Linked DNA regions of Ovis aries: region 2 is linked to region 1. The links are chromatin contacts, called in public Hi-C maps. All regions are on one chromosome and are shown on one strand. Each heading gives the region's core, a stretch centred on a gene start, on an enhancer-like site or on the middle of the called end of the contact. The rest is flanking DNA. Distances are from core to core; before and after follow the strand shown. Region 1 holds the start of EIF4A2 (eukaryotic translation initiation factor 4A2). Region 2 holds the start of TBCCD1 (TBCC domain containing 1).

The links. Hi-C and Micro-C count contacts between places; a contact is called where the count stands out from the background.
Region 2: a Hi-C map of hypothalamus shows a contact between it and region 1, with 2.0 times the contacts expected there. The contact joins the promoter of TBCCD1 here to the promoter of EIF4A2 in region 1. A contact is called at or near these places in 2 of 16 Hi-C or Micro-C datasets (blood and hypothalamus).

The regions. Positions count from the first base shown.
Region 1 is chr1:201,240,504-201,248,350 of ARS-UI_Ramb_v3.0, forward strand. It overlaps EIF4A2 (eukaryotic translation initiation factor 4A2), which reads right to left and starts at 3,820. Exons shown (of 11, transcript XM_060419496.1): 1 at 3,753-3,820; 2 at 2,917-2,962; 3 at 2,700-2,832; 4 at 2,269-2,408; 5 at 1,327-1,495; 6 at 1,122-1,231; 7 at 760-903; 8 at 322-459; 9 at 1-72. The coding sequence starts at 3,781. LOC114111381 (small nucleolar RNA SNORD2) reads right to left here and starts at 2,579; the gene lies at 2,511-2,579. LOC114111253 (small nucleolar RNA SNORA63) reads right to left here and starts at 270; the gene lies at 139-270. LOC114111371 (small nucleolar RNA SNORA81) reads right to left here and starts at 720; the gene lies at 544-720.
Region 2 is chr1:201,422,745-201,430,591 of ARS-UI_Ramb_v3.0, forward strand. It overlaps TBCCD1 (TBCC domain containing 1), which reads left to right and starts at 5,087. Exons shown (of 8, transcript XM_060419529.1): 1 at 5,087-5,179; 2 at 7,718-7,847. The coding sequence starts at 7,761. DNAJB11 (DnaJ heat shock protein family (Hsp40) member B11) reads right to left here and starts at 1,409. Exons shown (of 10, transcript XM_004003062.4): 1 at 1,149-1,409. The coding sequence starts at 1,216.

The DNA of each region.
Region 1 (7,847 bases), core at 2,570-5,069:
CAGAACACGGCTTGACCCTGATCGAAATTCCCTCATGATAACATCTCTTTCTTTCTGGTCCATGTCACCATGCTGCAAAGTAACAAACCTATTAATTCAAGAATCACCAATCAAATCAGTAACTTAAACTTTATCAACATGTATGAGACCAAGCGTCCCTGGCTGCTACTGGAGCATAGCAGACAGGTATAGTAAAGAAACAACTTTATTTTTAGCAGGGGGAACGACAACACAGCACTTAGCAGCTATATTGTAGTCTAAATCCTGCTTTAGTGAAAGTAGAGGCTTCAATTACCATTACTAGGTTAGAATACCTCTTACCAGGGCAGAAACTGTGAAGTCCCTGGCATGCATTTTCTCTGTGAGCCAGTCCACCTTGCGCCTTGTATTGAGGAAAATAACAGCCTGTGTAATTGTCAGTGTCTCGTACAAGTCACAAAGTGTATCCAACTTCCATTCCTACAAGATTTCAAAGAGAAAGTAACAGTCACGAGCTTTCCAGCTTACATTATTTAAAAACTCATTTATTAGATTGGTCTAAAGACATATTGCACCAAATCTTAAGACAAAGGACACTGGACATTAAGAAAGAGGTCCACCCCAGTCTTTACAATCTAGTGCAGTTTCTCTTCTTCTTGTTTAATACTCTGCTAGCATTATTACAAAAACCAAGGTTATCTTGGTTTCTGTAATTTTAGCACAGTGCTTATACAAGAAGGTAAAAACCTAACTTTTTATTTTAACAATTAGAAAAATTACCTCTCTTTCAACATTAATATAAAACTGCTTGATTCCTTCAAGGGTCAATTCTTCCTTCTTCACCAAAATTCGAATTGGATCTCTCATGAATTTTTTGGTCACTTCCAACACATCCGTTGGCATTGTGGCAGAAAGCAACACCACCTTAAAAAGATATGTTGTCACGCGTAGTTAGCACAACTTCCACAACACTCAAGGGAAAACATTTTGAAGTCAAGCACCTCTGAACATGGAATTATGCCAGACAGAAATAAGTTATGCATCAGTTGCTGTTAAGTAGGGGGAATAACACAGAACACTTCAACTGTGATAGTGCCGGTGTTTAATCTCCAGCAATTTTAGGAGACTGAAACAAAGCTCACCTGAATACTAGTATTTAATTTTTGGAAAATCTCATAGATTTGATCCTTAAACCCTCGGCTCAGCATTTCATCTGCTTCATCCAAAACGAACATTTTGATCCATTTTGGAGCTGTTAAAAAATAAGAGTCATGCCATCATATCTCAATTCTCAGGCATACTATTTGCTTTATTATAGTAAGAACTTTACTCATCAGCAATACTTACAGAGATATCTTCTGTTTAACATATCAAACACTCTCCCTGGTGTTCCAACAACAATATGTGGTGCTTCAGCCTGCAGTTTTTGCATTTCATTTCTAACATTTGTTCCACCAATGCAGGCATGACAAGTTGCTCCCATATAATCTCCAAGTGCCAGAATTACCTTTTGGATCTGAAAGCCAAAAGCCTTAATTATTATCCTGCAGAGTTACAGGCTTGTGACTAAACTTCGAAAGCATAATGGCAAATATCTGGTCTGCAAATAGCTTTAATGCATGCACAGCACTTAACTACTTCCAAGCTTAAAATGCAGACCAATCTAACTACCTCAAAATAAACTGTGAAAACATCTTGTGCCTCATCAAACTTTGAATCCTAATGCCCCAGGTTATCAGCTAGGTAGAGAACAAAAAATACTTCCTGCACTATCCTTTACTGTGTAGCAAAGTGTAAGTAGTGATTAAAAAAAAAAGTAGCAGATTTAGCTGAAGTTACTATTCATCCCTGAAGGATACTGCAACTTAATAATCTTAGCCTTAATAAAGCCTACAGGTATATTAGCAAGGCTTTACTTCAAAGCCAATAGAGCAGTGAGCTTTGAAAACACAGCATGCAACAGATGTATCACAAACTACTGAGACTGTCAAAGGAGAACATGTCACTGCAGTTTTCATGTTGCACAACTGCATTCAAACGTAAAAATGAAAACGGGTCTAGTCCACTCTGAACAGCAATCTTCAGTTTCTCAATCTGTTACACAACCCTGCAAACCATTACCTGTACACCCAGTTCCTGTCTAGCTTTCAACAAAACTCCCTGCATGCATGGACAGTCAAAAGGAGGGCTCTATAGGACAAATTTATACTAAGCTTTAAATTCTCACAGTTGTGAAACCTGAAACCTATGCAACACGCAAGCAGTTTTTTTCATCTACACTATCAATACCTGTTGAGCCAGTTCTCTGGTGGGGGCCAATACTAGTGCTTGGGTCTCCTTGAACTCAATCTCCAACTGTTGCAGGATGGAAATAGCAAATGTGGCTGTCTTGCCAGTACCTGACTGAGCTTGAGCAATCACATCATACCCTAAAAAAAGTAGGATACATATTTACCGATCCCACATCAAACCGTTACTTCTAGTTCACACCATGTATTCCATTTGGAACATGAATTATGCCCAAACAATAAAAGTGATCAGCAATGAGTATTCTCTTCATTTCAGGTCAGTCCCGAAAGATGATTGCCATCATTTCACTTTAAGGAATACAAATAAGTGCTAGTTTCCCAAAGGTAATTTTCCCATATTAGAGGGGAAAAGATCCAGGTCTATGTTGGACAGTTAACTCATTTTTAAGAAGCGTCAACACGTTCTTTTACCTTTAATACATGGAATAATAGCTCTCTGCTGAATAGCTGATGGCTTCTCAAAACCATAAGCATAGATGCCCCGAAGAAGAGACTCCTTTAAGTTCATATCATCAAAGTTATCAACAATCTCATTCCAGTTGCTCTGAAAGTTAAAAAAAAATAAAGGAATAAATGGGATGAACCAACCCACCTTTCCAACGTTCCAAATTCCACATCTATTTCTTACCTCGATGACACCATCGGGGTCCATTCCCTCTGGGCCGCCATGTTCTCTGCTGACAAAAATAACTGCAGTTAGAGAACATCCCTTCCCCATAACTGCACATTCAGAGGGATAAAAGCCCTTTTATAACCAGTCTGACCCGGTCGCCCTCCCCGGCACGTGTAAACTTTCCAAACGAGAGAAGATGGTGCCGTAGGGCACAAGGCGTACTGCGCGCCCACTCAAAGGTTAGGGACCAGGGACGCCCGGAAACCCTACGGACGCAGGCCCTGCCCCCCAGTCCCGAGCGCCGGGCGCTCCCCTCTCCGCCACGGACCATCTCGCGAGAGCTCCACGCGCCGAGCTCCGCCCCTAACACTGCGCAAGCCGGGTGATTGACGCGGGCCGAGGCCCGGCAAGGCCTTGCCAACGGTTCGCCGGGAACGTGTGGCCGACCCGGCCCGGCCTCTAGCCGCCGCCGTCCTACCCCTACCCAAACCTATCGTCTAGCGCTCCCAAACCGCGCGGCTGGCCGCGAATAAAGCTTAGGGGCCCAGTTACACTGTACCGACTGCGGACTGCGCCACGGCTTCCACTAAACGCCGGGCTCCGCAGAGGCAGAGGAAACGGCCGCGATTTCAAGGCGTATTTGGGAACAGACACTCTTTTACCACCCAGTTTTCATACTTACCCCACAACCTAGGCCCTACCCACCATGGAAGCTTCTCGAAGGACACTAGGGTACTGTATCCCAAGGCAATGCCTAAAACCCAGAATTCCCTGCCTCCTGACCACCTATTACAGTCTCCACCGGCGCCTTAGGACCTATACCACAGAGCACCACCGAGGAAGCGCCATACCTGTTATAATCCGCGGAGCCACCAGACATGATCCGAAGAACCACTCAGTGCCGGACTGAAAAGACAGCCGGGCCGCGCCACCCGTTTTTTATAGGCTCGCGGCCGGAACCCGTTTTCTGCGGAGGAATTTTCCTTCGCGCTTCGGCAACCACAAAATTGAGACCCTAAAGTGCTTATCTCAGAAAATATTCTAAGCAAATCGGTGTTAAAGCCCAAATTAGGTTATTTGCCGATATTACAGGGCTGCTGAGAATCCCAGGACCCTGGGGAAGGTTGGAACTCTTTGCTCTGCAGCGGAAGAATATTGCAGCAAACGGTGGGACGACCGCGTTCCCGGCCCGCCCTGTTCCTACGGGGTTTCCGCATCCCCGAAGCAGAGGCAGCTGGGGCGCTGGACAGGACCGAGAGACGGAAACCTGGGGCGCCCAGGGCTCTGGGCTCCCCCGGCTTCCCCTCCGGTTAGTGGGGCCAAGCTCGCCAATCCCGCGGCGCTCCGTGCCGGAGGGGCAGGCAAGTCTATACGCTGCACTGGAGGGGACTGGGGTTATTCCGCCTGTTCCCACCGCTACCTAACTTGAAGATGAAGAGCCTCCTGGCCTTTCGCGGGAGCATTTAACATCCTGCAGACCTTGACTATGTGAAATTACTGCTTCGGAAAATGTCGGCTACCCAACATGTCCTGGAAGGTCCCGTTTACCGTGTATCGTGCAGGGCGAGAAGAAATAGTATGCTCTGCACATATCTCTGGGGTAGCCACCTCCATTCTTCTCATGTTGCCGCTGGTCTTTTCTCATTCTCTCTTTAATACAATGCTTATAATGTTTTAACAGGCTTGAGAAATGGCAGATAAAATCATTGTGAACTTTTGCAAATATAGGGGTAATATTCCTTGAAACGCAAGCATTTAAATGGATACTTCCCCGTCAGGTACAGCTCCATGCTGCTTTGGAATTACATAGGTTTTGGTTCTAGTCTTTTTTTTTTTTTTTTCCCCTAAAGATTTTTTGAATTGTAACTGCTTGTATATAATGAATGTTGATTTATTGAAACTGAAAGCAATATAATCCTTGCTGCTTAATTAAGCTCCATGATTCATAAAGCTCCAGAGGTTTTCCAACTGTAGCCCTAACCCAGACTCGTTAATAAAAACAAACAGAATAGTATGTTTAGTCATCTAACTTTAAAATACCGTCCCACTCATACCGCAAGATAGCACGAATACTCCAGAAAATATTTTCTCATTAATTCAGAAGGACGGCCTAAAGTATGATAACTAGAGAAAATGACTCAACTTTCTATATTTGCTTATTATATTCAACAGAGTTGGTTCTAAATACCAGTTTTTAAATTATTTTTTATAAAATTATCATGCTGGAAATTCTGACAAAAAGTTATACCCAGATGACAAAGTGTACTTGGCCCTCCATCCAGGGATTTTGCTCCCAATCCATCCCTTCATAATGTTCAGATCCAGATTTGAAATAATGCCAGACATTTTCTGAGAATGGAGGTCAGAGGTCCTTGTTGGCTCATCCAAAACCTACTAAAAATCTCCTGGGATCCAGGAAACTGAAGAAAATACTTAATTAGAAATGTGGCCAACAGTTAAGTCTCACTTGAGTCTTTGGTGAATCAGTCAACCATGGGGAAAATCACTCAACAATTAACACCTAATTGTTGAGTGATTTCCTTAGGTTTAGCACTACTGTTACATGCTGTGGAGGATTTCCAGAGTATTTTAACAGGAAATAATCAAGGACTAAAACTCTGGTTTTAGGTCACAGTTGCTCAAGGGGTTTCAAGGTAAGAAAGCGCCTTAATCTAAAATTCAGCAAAAATCTAGACCCACATACCCTGCAAGTCTCAAATGTATCTCAAATAAATGCTGTTTACTACATTTTCAAGTGCTTACTCAATAACTTTGATAAGTAAAACATGAGATAAAGACCCAAACAAAACAGACACTTTAACAAAGTTTTGCATATCAACACAGAGCATACAGTTAAACTTTTTACTTACCCGAGATCTAAAAATAGATGGCGGTCTCTAAGTCAATTACAAACTGCTTCTTTGCTAAGTGGGAACATAGGAGGCTATTTATACTGCAAATATACTAAAACTGGGCTTCTATCCCTTTGTGAGCCACAATTGTAAATCTATCTAGCAATTATAAGTCAATGTTCAGCAGAGGAATCAAGGAATTAGTATAGATTTGTCAGTATGACATGAAAAAACAGTAACAATACATTAAAAGAGTATGCTTTATGTTGGGTGATGTAACCCTATAGAAAGGACCCAGTATTCTCATGATTCAACGACATTCAACAACAACTACATTGTGTGCCTTCTTGCCAATCTAACATTGGTTTAAGGCCTCAGCTGATTTTTAAGCAGCAGCTATGCATTTAAAGGAATGTCTTGGTAAACTATTGATACACCAAAGTTTGTTAAGGTGTGTTTGGATCTTTTGGGCTGGCTTCTCTGGTGGCTCAGGTGGTAAAGCATCTGCCTACAATACAGGAGAGTTGGGTTTGATCCCTGGGTCAGTAGGATCCCTTGGAGAAGGGAATGGCTACCCACTCCAGTGTTCTTGCCTGGAGAAGTCCATGGACAGAGGAGCCTGGCAGGCTATCCAGGGGGTCACAAAGAATCAGGCATAACTGAATAACTTTCACTTTGGATCTTTAGTTCATTTATTACTTATTAATGTCGTGTATTATTTAGTAAACACAAGATAATACATCCATCTATAAGTGTTTAGGAAGAATTGCCTTGAACTGAACAGGAACAGTGCCTCTTTATTATTCGGTTACTGGAGGAAATTAAGAGGCTAGATTCTGCTTGAATGGCAGCAATGTCCACTGAAGCAATTTGGACAGTGGCACTCCCTGCCGCATTCTTCACAATAACTTATTTCCTTTGCTGCTTGGCTTGTGGGATCTTAGTTCCGCAACCACAGATTGAACCTGGGCTTTTGGCACTGAAATTACTGAGTCCTAACCACAGGAACACCAGGGAATTGCCCTTCACAATGACTTTTAAAACATCTATGTGAAGATAGGTAAAGATATTAATAGAGTTGAAAAAATGGAAAAAATTGAGGAGGACCATGGAATGGGGTGTTGAACAAGGACAAGTTTATACTCATTAATCCAAGGTTATTAAGTTCTATTGTGTAATCAAGATATGGAGGTTTTTCTAGCTCTACCCTTATAAAAACTGAAATAAAGTTACATTGTTGTACTTCAAATCAATACATCTTAAACCATGGTATGGGTAAAAATCAATAGGAAGACCTCTCTGAAATGCAGATTATGTGGGACTCCACCCTCCCAACCCAGATCCAGTGATCTAATCTGAGGTGGTGCCAGCTTTTTATTTTGGAAAATTCTAAACCTAAGGAAGAGTTGCAAGAAAATGCAACAAATGCCAAATGTTTCACACACCAATTGTTAATAGTTCACTACGTTTGTTTTCTCTCATATTTATCCGTGACTTTTTCTTAACTTCTGAAAGTCACAGACATAGTAGTGACTTCAGTCCTAATGCTTCAGCACGACATCCTAAAAACAATGATACTCTTTTCATAAAAGCACAGAAGTATCATTATACTCCCAAATTTACTATTGATGTAATAATAACTGTAACAGTATTCAACACTTCTCAAATGTCCCAGTAATTTACTTTGTGACTTTAAAAACAAAAATCTAGGATTTTCTCATCAGAAATTCTATTACATATATGTGTGTATACATTGTATGTGTGTGTAGTGTGTGCTTGTGTGTCTTCAGTTCTGTTCAGTTCAGTCGCTCAGTTGTGTCCGACTCTTTGCGACCCCATGAATCGCAGCACACCAGGCCTCCCTGTCCATCACCAACTCCCGGAGTTCACTCAGACTCACGTCCATCAAGCCCGTGATGCCATCCAGCCATCTCATCCTCTATCGTCCCCTTCTCCTCCTGCCCCCAATCCCTCCCAGCATCAGAGTCTTTTCCAATGAGTCAACTCTTCCCATGAGGTGGCCAAAGTACTGGAGTTTCAGCTTTAGCATCATTCCTTCCAAAAGAAATCCCAGGGCTGATCTTCTTCAGAATG
Region 2 (7,847 bases), core at 3,837-6,336, 180 kb after region 1:
GGGATGGCACAGAGTTGGACACGACTGAAGCAACTTAGCAGCAGCAGCAGCATGCTGACATCTTGTTCAACAACTTAAGGTACACATTGCTTTAAGTGCAAAAAGTGCTAACAAAAACATGTTAAAAATACAATAAAGTTTTACCTAGGAGAAGAAGATTTTTATTTTAGAAATATAAGATGTTTCACAAGGGAAAAAAAAAAGTTTAAGCATATATGCACACGGGGTGGGGGGACTTTTAAGAGAATAATAAGCACTTAAAAGTGTCAAGTTCTTCTAGGTAGTGCTTTCTTCTTTCAGAGTAACCTACAAATTTGTCAGAAGCTAAGGATTTACTATTTTCCACATTCTAAATATGAGCCTGACATATCAAATTCAGTGGATACCGGCCCTACAGGACAGTGGATCTTAAAGGCTGGAGAATCTCTAGAGTCCAGGAGGTCCTGCTTCCTTCAAACAGGTGGCACATTATCATCCTCATGTCAAAGATGGGAATTTTGGTTTTCTTTCAAAGTCACATAATTCATAAGTTGGGTGGGGCTAGAATTCCAGTCTACTGGCTATTCGTGAAATGTTTCTCCCCTCTGCTTGTAATACTACTCAGCTCCCTAAGAATACTTCCTGGAGAGACAATGAGGCATGACAGCTTAGGCTCAGTATCTCACGAAGCTGAAAGGTACAAGGGCTCTTCAAAGGGTCTGCCTTGCTCCTTCATTCCAATTTCTTTCAGTCCCGGCATGGCTACCCTACCTATTCTCCCCACTTCCTCACTTTGCCTGGTATCACAACCCACCCACTTTAATGCCAGCCCAACGGCTCGTCGTAGACTTAACACTGTATCGTCCCCTTCTCCAAACTCAGCAGCCCCTCATCCCACGTTGCGTTTGTCACTGCATCCAACCCTCGCTTCTCTGGGCAAATCTAGCTCTAGGGCTTCCGAGTCTAAGTCCCTATCTCCCGGGTCACCCACTGTCGTCCTCTCCATCCCACTAGCCTGGCCCACACTACCCACTCCTCCTCTCCACCGCCTCACCACAGCAACGCCCCCTACCACTCCCCCCGTCGGACAATGTCCCCTTCTCTCCCCAGCCTGCTTCCTAGCCAAGACTGACTTAATGGCCCCGTGCCCGCAGATTCCAATTCCTCACCCGGCGATCACGGTCCCGATGAGGTACAGCAGCAACAGGCAGAAGGTGCCCAGGTTCTGCGGGGCCATAGTCCCTCTGTGCCGGCCCCGGTCCCCCGCACTCCTCACAGCCCCCGCCGCCGCGTCGGCTCGTCAGCCCACCGGGCCCTGAGAAGCCGTCTTACGCCCGGGTCTCCGACTTAGTTAGCAGCGACAGCTAGCTTGCCCCCTCCTCTACCAGTCCACTTCCCGGGAGTCCCGAGTCCCGGCGAGAGAAGCCCCTAGCGGGCCAGAGCCAATCGCTGCTCCGGACATCACACGCGGCCGGCGCCTCACAGCCAATCAGTGCAGTACACTTCACCTCCGAGGCGGCGCGGGCGGCCAGTTAGGCTTCGGGACTGCAGCCGCAGCTCCCGGCCAATTAGAAGGGGAAACGTCAGAGAATCGCGCCGCCGCAGGAATCCGTCCGGCCCAGGCACCTGCCAGTCGGAGAAAATTACGTAAAGATTGGTGATGTAGGATGCGTCCTAGAGCCGGCGTCCACGGTACGAGAAGTTTCCCTCCGCCCGCCTCCTTGGACTCTCTACCAATCACAAGGCTCTTCCTCCAGCACTGGCCAATTGCAGGAGGGAAGTTTTATATTGGTTACAAGTCTAGGAATTTCATTCATATAGAGCTAGGCGCTGGACGCCCGGGAGGAGGTACGCGAGCGAGATGGGCGGGGACAATGACTGAAAGTCAACGGTACAACGGACGCGACGCTTAGGTCATGATTTGCCTTCTCCTAACAAAACTCACGCGAAACGGTCTTCGTTTCGCAAAGAAGAGGCCTGATGTCCGTGGAAGCAGACAGACTTAGGTTCGAATTCAGCTTCCACCACTTCTAGCGGTGAGAACATGCGCCTTGTCCCAAGTCTAAGCCTAAGCTTCTTTTCTACAAAACTGAGGCACAGCATTTACTGATAGTATTGTGAAATTTTAATCTGTAAGCCGTCTAGCGCAGCGTCTGGCACATAGTAACCACGCAAAGAATAATAAATATTACACTTAAAAGAACAACAACACAAAAAAAAACAACCAGAAACGACCCTCTGACCCCTTCCACCCACCCCTTTGCTCATTTCAGTAAATCACCACCTAGTTGTTCACTGCAAAGCTTCAGGTATCTTCCTTGATTTCTCTCCTGTGTCCCCTATCCGAATCTTTACCTTTAAACCATTTCTTGAATCTGTCCACTATTATATATCTCCACCACCTCTTGGCCAAGTCACATCATCTCCCACCAGGCAAGGGCTTCCTAACTGGTCTCCCTGCCTCCACTCCTAATATCTTAGGATCTCTTTCTCACCCCGATCCTTTTCCCTGCCATGATTTTTTACACACGTGTCAGATCATATAATTTCTCTGCTTAAAAGCCTTGAATGACTTTCCGTTGCACTTAACAATAAGATCCCCAGCCTGTATACTAGCTATTAGATAATATAATAATGTTTACTTGTTTAGCCACTAAGTCGTGTCCAACCCTTTGTCACCCCATGCACTGTAGCCTGCCAGGCTCCTCTGTCCATGGGATTCTCCAGGCAAGAATACTAGAGTGGGTCGCTATTTCCTTCTCCAGGGGATCTTCCTGACCCGGGGATCAAACCATGTCTCCTGCATTGGCAGGCGGATTCTTTACCACTGAGTCACCAGGGAAGCCCCATAAGAAATGTCTAAAGAGATTTAAAATTTATCAATTATATATATGTATATCACTTGGGTATCATACACATTAAAAATATTAATAGGCAGGGAAAGGCAAATATATAACTTTAAATATATAACTTTAAATAAACCATCTACCTAATTATTCTCTAGTGCCTAAAAAGTTTAAAGAGGAATACTGGCCTAGCTGAGTCAATGTTAAAACATTGATAATATAAAGAACCAGATTTGTTCAGTTGCTCAGTCATGTTTGTATCTGACTCTTTGCGACCCCATGGAAAGCAGCAGGCCAGGCTTTCCTGTCCTTCACTATCTCCAGTAGTTTGCTCAAACTCATGTCCATTGAATCGATCATACTATCCACCTATCTCATCCTCAGGAAGAGAAGGGGTGACTGAGGATGAGACGAAAGAAATTGAAGCAGTCACCCAAATTTTCAGAATAATGTTAATCCTAGAAAATATCTTAGTTCTAAAATCTAGTAACATCCCAAAGGCGAGAGTCTCTTCCTGTACAATCCTAAAAGTCTGTACTGTTACATCTCAAAAAATAAGAAATGTGTATAAAGTCAGATTAAGTTGATAATCTAAAATCTCTCAGTCTAGAATATAAAGAGCTGGGGAAATGGGAGAATGATACTGTTCAAACATGCCAGTGATCATCTGCAGAATAAATATAATGAAATAAAAATTTATGGGAACTTAAATAGAAAAAGCAAACCTCACAGATAAATATTTGAGCCATGATTGGCAATGCAGCTATGGTGATCAAGTGATCACAGCAGGTGGCAGGCAAAAGTCAGAATCAGGAAGCAGGACATAGGGAGGAATGTATAAATGAATGCACCTTGACTCTCAGCATCATTCCAGTGTGCCACTAGCCAAGTTTCAAGTGCTCTATAGCCACATGTGGCCAGTAAGAAACATTATTTTTTAATAAAGCTGGGAAAAAAAGAACAAAAAACGTACATGATCTGTACCTTCACCTAGTATACTCCTTACCACGTTTTCCAGCAAAACAGTTTCCTTTATCTTTTTTGAATACATCAAGCTCATTCCTAGTTAAGGCCTTTATTCTAGTTTTTTTTTCTGCCTGAAACACTCTTCCCTCAGATCCTAACAGGGGTGACTCCTTTTTAAACTCAGATAACAGCTTAAATTCACCACTTTATAGAAGACTTCCTTGACGGAGCAACCAAAATTAGCAACTATTGAATCTCTGTTTTTATACTGCTCTATTATTTTCATCCCTGCCCTCACACACACATACTGGAATGCCAGTTTCATGAGAGCATGAATATGGACTGTTCTCTTAACAGCTGTTTAAGGCAGCAGCTTAGAACAGAGTCTGCCACTGCGTAAAAGTCGCTTTAACTGTGATCTTCGTGTGCTGGCTTCTTACTCTTCAGGCCTCAGCTCAGATTTGGCATTCACCCATTCTCCCTATCAAAATATACACTCCAAGAAAACAAGGGCTTTATGTTTTGTTCACTACTGTAATTCAAGTGGCTAACACTGTGCCAGATACAGTGCAGAGCTAAGAGGGAGGCCAGGTTACTGCTTTCAGGAAGATGCCTACTAAGGGAGAGAGGCCACATGCAAGAGGAGCTAAATTGCATTTTATGGTCTTTTTTACCTTTGTATCTCCCACACCTAGAGGCCATAAACGAACTAAGAAAACAGAAAATGGCCAAAAATCATAAAATGAAAGTTTAGAGAAAAGAGTGATGTTCTTATACTAGGTGAAATCCAAAAAAAAAAAAAAAAAAACAAAACTTAAAAGCAGTAACATGGTTGACATGAGCTCACCCTGGTCGCTCTCGCTTCAGATAGCCTGGGTTTGTATCTTTGCTCGGTCGCTGTGGTACTTTCACCTCTCTAAGCCCTAGTTTCTTCATCTGTAAAACAAGTGTACTTAGAGTGCTCTTAGGAAGACAGATAAGTTAAGGTGCTTTAATCAGTGCCCAGTTCATAGTATTCTATAAAAGTAAACTGTCACTTTCATTATTATTACTGATGAAAGCGTGCTGACCTTACCAGCAGCTAGTCGCTGACCACAGCTCTGTGGAGGCATAGAAAACTTCCTACTACCCTGAGTAGAAAAGCTCGACTCCAGAAAGCAGCCAGGTCTGGTTCCAGGTTCCAGCATCAAGGACTCTTGGCGCCAGCCAAGTGTTTCGCAGATCGCGAAAGAAGTACTGGGCCGCTCTAGCAATGTCGTGCGCCAGGTCTCGGTGGTGCGAGACCTCGCGCTTGCGCAGAAGCTGGGCGACGAGCGCTGGGCCGGTCTGGCGCGCAAGGCACGGCCGCGCCCTGAGAGGTCCGGAGGAACGGCCAGCTGCCTTCGCAGGTAACCGCTCGCGGGCCCACGCCAGGGAGGGAGGAGAGGGACCATCTCGCTTCAGGCTCCGGCTGGGAAGGCAGCCTTTGCGCTCGCCAGGTTTTGGGTCCTCTACAGACCCTGTTACCTGGGGCTTCTCTGTTCCCGAAGTCTGATCGGGGCGCTCTCGGGCTGCACATCCCGCCTCCCAACCTGGACCGCGTCCTACCCTGGACAGCGGATGAGGTGGCGGCGAAGCCTCGGGAGGACGGCCTTGGGCCTCACGCTGGCCTCCCTTCCTGAAAAACCAGGATCCCAGGGCATCCCAGGGAAGCTTTTGAAGCGGAAAGGAGCTTCCGTTTATGTTTATGAATTTAGCCGTCCGGAATTTCGTGGTTAGAATAGAGGGTTCGTCTCCATTGAGCTTTTGATTGCTCGCTATAGAGACAGGTGGACTATACTGGAGTGGACCAAGATCTTCCTCACAGAACCTGCATCGTCTGATTTTACTCAGAGAGTTCAAAGATAGCTGTCATCCACCCTCTCACACCCTTTCTGGGGTTCATGCTTCCATGATTCTTCACCTGGCCCTTACGTGGCCCTCCGTTTAAGACCACTCATTCTGGTAATTCTCTTCTGGATTCACTCCCACTTTCCAGATTCTCCTAAAACTGGGTTCCTAAAGTATTAATATATATATTTGTAAGTAGCTCAGTTCTGAAGTCAGAGTGACTTGAATTCTAATCCAGGGTTCTCTGCCAACTCAAGTATGTGACTCTAGGTAAGTAACTCACTTAACTTTTCTAAGCCCCCGTTTTCTCATCTGAAAATGGGGATAATATATGTATCTCTAGGTGATTGTAAGCATGAAAGAAGGTGAAGAACATGAAATACTTAGAATGCTACCTGGCGCATAATATGCACGTAATTTATGTCCGTTATTTTTTGAACAGAGAATTCCCCGAAGAAGCACAGCTTTCTTAGAATCAAGTGCCAAACAAAAATAGCAGTAACACTTTTTTTCATCCAGTCATAAAATGAAGGTTTTTAAAGTAAGGTTAATGCTGAGGCATGCTCGATGAAAACCATTGCTTGGTCAACTGATGGAAAATTTTATATAATCATTTTGGAAAGCAGTGGACATATATGGCAGGAACTTGAGAAATGTCAATTACTTCATTTCACAAATGCGCATTTGAAAATTTTCTCTGGGAATTAATCACAAGACAGAATATATGCAGAAAGGTGGTAATTATAGCATTATTTATAAAAGTGAAAATGTTAAACTTTTTATCGCAGAAAAATTTCTCATATATAAAAGTAGAATAGGTAAGTGAACCCCCATGTGCTCATCATCCAGCTTCAACAATGATCACTATTTTGTCTGTCTTGTTTTTGTGAAAAAAATTAAATTTACAAGGTGTCTGAAAATAGAACAGTTGAGTAAACTGGAGTATATTTTTTCAGCTTTTAAAATAATACAGAATTGTATTATACAATGCAAAATATACAGTGTTATCACAACTATGAACATTCAAAAACCTGTGTAGAAAAAGGAAGGAAGTACAGTAAAATATTAACCAGTTTCCCTTTGGTGGTAGGCCTATGGATACTTTGCTCCCCTTCCATTTTTAGATATTTAATAAATATTCCATTAAAATGGTATCTTGTTGTTACAACAAGCAATAAACCAACAAAATCTAAAAATATTGCTCCTGAACTAAGGACAATAGAATATGCCAGAGCAGGTTAACTGTTACGGAGAGTAAAGGTGCTTTAATTTCCTTGGTCAGTTTTTTCGGTTTATGTTTACATGAGCGTTCTTGTGTGCCACCTCGTGCTAGTGCTTGATGTTGCACTCATATGGGCAACTAACACACCCAATCTTTAATCAATCTCATCCTCTATATGTAAGTGATTGGACTTTGGAATGTTATTCCTCTTATTTTGATTAGTGTTTGCCCTCAGGGTAGAGCAAGATTTCTGGTGATAGGATGGCTCTCTTTTTCCATTTCTTCTTTTCTTTATCCTGAGCAAGCATCTATCTCGTACCTCATGCATTTATACTCTTCCTAGAACAACCACTTTGAACAAGTCAGATGGTTTTATCACATTTTTTTCTTGCTCAAATAGATTATGATGAGATCTGACCAAAAAATCTATTCACTTTTTAAACTGACCTAGTACATTTAAATGGAGAAGGCAGTGGCACCCCACTCCAGCACTCTTGCCTGGAAAATCCCATGGATGGAGGAGCCTGGTGGGCTGCAGTCCATGGGGTCGCTAAGAGTCGCACACAACTGAGCGACTTCACTTTCACTTTTCACTTTCAAGCATTGGAGAAGGAAATGGCAACCCACTCCAGTGTTCTTGCCTGGAGAACCCCAGGGATGGGGCAGCCTGGTGGGCTGCTGTCTGTGGGGTCGCACAGAGTTAGATACAACTGAAGTGACTTAGCAGCAGCAGCAGCAGTACATTTAAAAACAGTTAAGGGAGAGGTCACCTTACAAGAAAATGTGTAAATGAGTTTTGTTTCAAATTAGTTTGTAAAGAAACTTTGTTTCCTAGGTATGCAAAGAAGCCTTTTCATGCAGATGTCCTTAGAGATAATATGGATCAGTCCGGAGTTCTCCTCTGGGTGAAAGCAGAACCCTTTATAGTGGGTGCCTTGCAGATTCCCCCTCCTTCCAAATTCAGT